Regions from separate parts of the Sus scrofa genome. Here region 1 is linked to region 2. The links are chromatin contacts, called in public Hi-C maps. All regions are on one chromosome and are shown on one strand. Each heading gives the region's core, a stretch centred on a gene start, on an enhancer-like site or on the middle of the called end of the contact. The rest is flanking DNA. Distances are from core to core; before and after follow the strand shown.

Region 1 (3,141 bases), core at 59-2,558, 550 kb after region 2:
AAAAACACAAGCTGTGTCTATTTTTGCTCACCGTGTGCTCTCTGCTTGTAATATTCTACCGAGCACATAGGAGATGCTTGTATTTATTCAATATTTAAATATTTATAAAATGAAAGTATGATATGTACTAGTAGAACGCTTGATAGAAGCATAATTTTGACTTATGGGTTTAATACAATTTTATTTATTAGGTCTGTCAATACCTTTATTAAAAACACCAGATCCAAAGAATTATTATCTTAGAATTAATATTGTCTCTTAAGGAAAGCAGCACTGCAATTTTAAAGTTTTTAACACTTGAGATCTTAAATAAGTTCTCACCCCCATTAAAAATACCTGATGTCTCTGTATTTAGACCACTAGATTGGTTGAAAGGTTATAGTTTGTCCAAAGCAATAACACCAACTGCCTGTTGGGCTTTATTCTTGATTTTCCAAATGTCTCATAGAAGTGAAAAATTAAAAATCTCCATAAAGGTTAAGTAGTCCAGTTCTCCATCAAATGAAAGAACCTTCTTAGTTACATTCCTGACAGTGGTCTTCAACTGTTTTCTTAAATACTTCCAGCATCGGATACTTTGGAATACAGCCTTTTCTGTATCTGGACAGCTTCAATTTAGTTTTTATTGCACTGAGGGCTTGACTCCTCAGTAGCTAGTTGTATCCTGGACTAAGGAGTAACTTATGATTAAGTTATTTTAGAATCCTTGTACTGTATTTTATAAAAATATGTTACTTTTGATAAGATGATTTTCCTAGGTATCAGTGTATGCAAGTGTAGTTGAAAACACCAACATGTGAGCAAGAATCTATGTAATGTCTTAAGATATTTACCTGAGACCATTGGTATTTGCTGTCTTTTTTTTTTTTGTAACCATCGTTTAGTTTCAGATTGAACCCTTAATTTTAGATCAACAGATCTACTTCCTTCCTGATTCTCACACTAAATTCAAATCTAAGTTCAGATAGTTTGATTTCCTTGTTTCTTAAAAGGCCTGTGTATATTCCTTATTATTATTAAAATTAGTATTCTAATACAGGAGTTGGCAAACTTTCTGTAAAAGGCTAGGTAAAATATTAAAACACTTGTGGGCTAAAATGCAAATTAAGGATATCAGATATATAACAAAAGAAAATATTCCACAAATTTTTCATTGATGAAATTCAAACTAATATAATAATTGAATAAAATGAGCCTACTAATTAGAGGAATGGAATTTTTGGGGGGAGATGCTATAACATTTCTCTTAACTGGAGTTCAAAGTCAGTGTTTTGTATCATCAAAGTGATTGCAAATGGTTATCTTTAAAGTCCAACCATAGTTCATGAACCCTGCAAAAAACAGAGATTGGGCCATAGTTTGCTGATCATTATTTAGTACAACCAGTCAGCATTTCTTCTATCCCTGGGTTTTCAGTTACATAGTTCTTTGAGCATATTGCCATTCTATTTATCATATATGTTTGGAATATTAGAACTGTGTCATTTCTCTAGGATTATAGTTTAGAATTTTGTAATGATTTATTACTTGTCATTACTTTTAACGAATTCATACATGATACAAATGAAATTGCTCAGGAAGCTAAGGTAGATATCTGTGGTAAGTATATATCTCATCCTTGCCATCATATCTTATAAACCTTTAAGTCCAGAGATTATATTACCACTTTTTGTCCTTGTAATTCAACTTTCTGCTCATATTGTTTTGTGCTTATTTAATTTTAGTAGAAACTGTTGGTTATTAATGGCTTAAGACTTTGTTTTTCTTTAGGGCTTATTTGTTGCAAGTTGGTCCATGATCAACTTGTCATAGTACGCCAACTCTAAAATAAAACACTCTTTTCGTTTATATGTTATCTTGCTATCTTGTATTTATACATAGTCATCACCCTACTGAGGATGATATAGTAGAACTAACATCCCGGGGCAGTTTGGAATATCAAGCTTCTCAGTCCCTTTTACACTCTTAAGTAGTACTGCCCAGGATATATGAAATATCAGTATTAGTTTACCACCTATTTGGTGACCTGAAGTTATACATTACATTGAGGTTAATAGACATGGGTGGGGGCGGTGTGCGCATACACACGCACTCGAGGTAAAGCTCTGAATCCTATTGATCCTGTCTATAGGTTAACTTTCAAAGTTAAACGTTATTAGGACATTTTATATTTTAAACAAACATTGTCATTTCTGCTAATTAGGACTTCAAAATAGATTTGAGTTTTCCATGAAAGGTGGTCTTACATGTGCCCAATTTGTCTCAATTTTTTTTGAAATGTTAGTCAATGTTTGGTAACTAGGGACTCTATGTTAGTCTGTTTTTCTCTGCCCAATAAAATAGATGCACTTCTCTCTGAATTTGAATGTATGCAAAAAATGAACAATTGTACAGCAAACTTCATAAATTTTATATGTGGTAGTCTTGCCTAATTATTTTATAAACTTTCTGAGGAGGGACTTTGTTTTATTGGTATGTTTTAATATCTGAGGGCACCAAAATAGTTTTCAGTAAATATTTAAATTGAACTAAGCTGCTAGATCATTGTTCATTCATGAATTTGGATTACCTGTGAATTAATAAGAAAAGTTAGTGATTGTTGTAATTGTTGTTTATTAAATTTCATTGGCGTAAATGTCCATGCCAATAATTTACAGAATGAGTAACACAAGAATTTTATAAACTGAGCTAACTCCCTACCTATTCTCTAATAAAAGTTTTACAAAATATTTAGAATAAAATTAGAATTTATATCATCTGCAGAGTAAGTTGAAAGTATAAGGCAGAATGGAATTAAAAGTGATGAAAAATCATTTTTAAGCTTGACAAACATTTAGCTTTCTGAGGTTGATTTCATATGTAAGATTATCAGAACAGAATCTCATTATGCCAGTTAACCCCTGAGTATCAAAAACTGCTTGGATTTTCAAAGCATTTGTAAAAAGGGACTTAAAATAAGATTTATTTTTTCTTACATTCTTCCTTAACATCCTAGTTAAAATAACCTTAAGAAATATCTGATGGGGTTTCAGACATCTAGATAAAAATAAAATATTTTGGGAGACCTTCTATCAAGAATTCACAAACATAGATTCCATTACATAGCATGGTCCTTTGCCACTTCTACCATAGCAGTAGGGT
Region 2 (2,779 bases), core at 176-2,675:
TGGGCTATGCGTAGCATGAAATAAACAGTTTACAACCTTGGAATCCTAAATTGCCCTTTCTCCCCTGTTGTCCACTCTGCAGGCTCCCATTTACAACTGAAGTCTGCCCTCTACTGGTCACAAGCAGCCCAAACCCACACCACAAAGCCACTGAAGAGTTTGCTTCTAAAATCGTTTCTTCTCCAGGAACATTTTGGAAATTGCTACAATTTATTTAGCTAGAGAAATACAAAGAAATGACATCTTCTGAAAAGTGTTCCTCTTTAATTTTTTACTTTTTGATGTTTTTAGGCTTTTTCCTTTTATTTGACAATAGCAGAACTGGATCAGTTTCAGTTATATAGAAATATAACTTTCATTTGTGATAAATAACCATTATTATTATCACACTGCCCAGGCACTTCTGCTCCTATTGACTCATGAGTCACTAAAATGCTTTCGCATGGTAGAAATGGACAAGGGCTGTTCAAGATAGAAGGTACTACAATGTATGGGCTGTCAACCGTCCAGTAGTTTTCCAGTGGTAGTTTGTAGACTGAGTGTGAGTAAAGAAAGACCCAGAGATAGACTCTCCTCAAGCTCTGTAGGGTATCCATTTGCCCTGTTCAAAGGCTATGTGGCATCAGGCATCTGGGGATCCCAAGCAGACATGACAATCCTTTCTTTCTCTTGCTTCCACAAGGAGGGCACTCTGGCCCAGGAAGCAAATGCAGGAGAACATGAAAGGTGAGTGAGAAGGAAGCCAGAGCCTGGGGAGACCACAAGATAGTGTGAGCAAAAGGCTGAACCCATGATGAAAGGAAAAAGCTAGGGGAGGGAAGGTGGGTAAGAGAAAGAAACAGTGGACAAGGGCAGAACAGAGGACTAAAGAAGTGGCTCCATTTTTCCAAGGGCCATTGCTACTTTCTGCAATGCAGGTCACTGTAAGAATCTATTTAGTTTTTAGTTAACAAAAGAAGGGAATCCTTTCTGATGTTCCAGAGTCCTTGACAAGAGATGGTTCGGGTTTTTAGGGGAACAAGGACTCCTTTCTGTGAGCATACATCCTAGCCAGAGGTCTGGAAATCTGCCCCCTCCCTCAAGGTGATCCTCAAATACAGCCAGAGTGGGGGGCCCACTGCCCACCCCAGGGTCACCCTCCCCCAAAGGGTCTGCCTACCCCTGTCAGTCTGCTCCTCAGGGCTGCAGAAGCCTAGGATCAGGGTGGAACAGAGATCCCTGTGTCCTGATCTTGCTCTTCCCCTCCATTTCCCTCTTGCCTCCTCCCTCACCTCTGTCCCTGGTCCTCTGGACTCAAGTTCTCTCCTCCCACGTTGCCCCTCTCTGGACTTTGTGACTCAAAAACTCAAGCACTTTAGGAAAAACAGCGCTCAGTGTATTCTTAGGCGTGGGTGCTGCTGCCCCTTTAAAATCCACCATCGACAGAGTGTGGGGGTTGGGGGGAAGCGGGGAGGAAGAAAGAGAGGCAGGTCTTCTGTCTTTCTTCCCGAGATAAAGGTTATTCTTAGCAGTAAGATCGGCTTGGCATTTGGGGAGATTTGTGTTTCTCTCCTTCCCGTCCCAGGAGTTTTGCACAATGCAATTCCTCTTCTTTGTGCGGGGAAGAAGATGAACAGGGAGAAAGAGAAGGGAAAAAAGAAGGGCGCGCCATCACTGTTGCCCTCGTAGGCATTTCCCAGGACTTACTTTGGAAAGCTGGTCTAGTTGGTCAGAACTGGGCAGGAAAGTGCCCTCACTCCATCCCCAGAAGGTCAGTTTAATTCTAACGGACACTTGAAGTGAGAAGACTAAAGGCCAAATAAACTCCCTAAAGGCCTTTCCACAGCACTTTGTATGTCGCACATGTTCAGCTAGCGTTTGCTCAGCCAGTCTCCCGCTTGCACTCTTATTTGGGCTGGGTCTCCCAGGACAGACTTCGGAGAACTAGGAACTTGAGAAAATAAAAAAAAATAAAAAATAAAATAAAAAAGGAAAACGGTGGGCCAATCTCGAAGAAGACTTACGTAATCTGATCCCACTCTGGAACCAGACGGTGAGATTCTGCAGAGCCGCCAGCAGGGGGAGCTCAGGCAGTGTGTCAGAACGTCGGCACCGAAGTTGCCAGGAGCCAAAACCTCCGGATAAACAAAACAATGAATCTTTGTGGTTTCTCTTAGGTTCTTAATCCTGGGAGGCTCAATCCAGGACGGCCTGATTTTCGTCCTAGGGGAGCCAGCTAGCTTCTCCCAGAACACTAGCTGGGTCTTGGATGTCTTAATAGGTCTCTCTCTCTGTTCTTCCCTCCTCAATTGCTTTCTGTCTTCCTCTATTTTTCATCTATTTTCTCAAACTGTCTATGTATCTCTTTATGTGTATCTCCTTCTGTAATTCCCCTTTCTCTGAATCTGTGTTTCTGTCAGTGTTTCTTTCTTGTTATTTCTCTGTATGGTCCTTGGCTCACTAGCAAATGTTAATGTAAATGGGGATGAACCCACTGCAGACTGAGCTCTGAAAGATTTCAAGATCTGGCAAAAACTAACACTTAAAATAAAATGTAGAATAATTATTCTACACGGGTTCACCACTTAGCTATTGGGTCATGTCGTCTTGTTATATTTCTCCTGTCTCTGTCCTCCTAGCCTGCTGCCCTTGCATCCTGCAGTACTGCCTTGAGCATTGGTTGCTGCCAAGCTGCTGCCCACCTCCCCCTCCCATTGATCTCCAGGGGTCAATGGGACCAGCCCAACAATGTTTTTCAGGTCTTTTAGAGAAAATGCCCATACCAGAATAACTGTACCTC

Evidence for each region. Hi-C and Micro-C count contacts between places; a contact is called where the count stands out from the background.
Region 1: a contact with region 2 is called in a Hi-C map of liver, with 2.0 times the contacts expected there. The contact joins two enhancer-like sites. A contact is called at or near these places in 23 of 47 Hi-C or Micro-C datasets (adipocytes, alveolar macrophages, blood and 15 more) and 2 of 2 datasets of contacts at active chromatin or transcription factors (alveolar macrophages and skeletal muscle).

Annotation. Positions count from the first base shown.
Region 1 is chr13:140,294,868-140,298,008 of Sscrofa11.1, forward strand. All of the region lies in intron 7 of GSK3B (glycogen synthase kinase 3 beta), which reads left to right. Among named protein-coding and RNA genes, the nearest start is that of NR1I2, 110 kb to the right of the region's middle. Within about 2 kb of position 1,309, at least 2 of the 83 cell types and tissues checked have an H3K27ac peak or open chromatin away from gene starts, as enhancers often do. A contact at or near this core is called in fetal liver and liver, where this site is marked.
Region 2 is chr13:139,749,721-139,752,499 of Sscrofa11.1, forward strand. LOC102162379 (a long non-coding RNA gene) reads left to right here. Exons shown (of 5, transcript XR_001303087.2): 5 at 83-2,779. Among named protein-coding and RNA genes, the nearest start is that of NDUFB4, 21 kb to the left of the region's middle. Within about 2 kb of position 1,426, at least 50 of the 83 cell types and tissues checked have an H3K27ac peak or open chromatin away from gene starts, as enhancers often do. A contact at or near this core is called in fetal liver and liver, where this site is marked.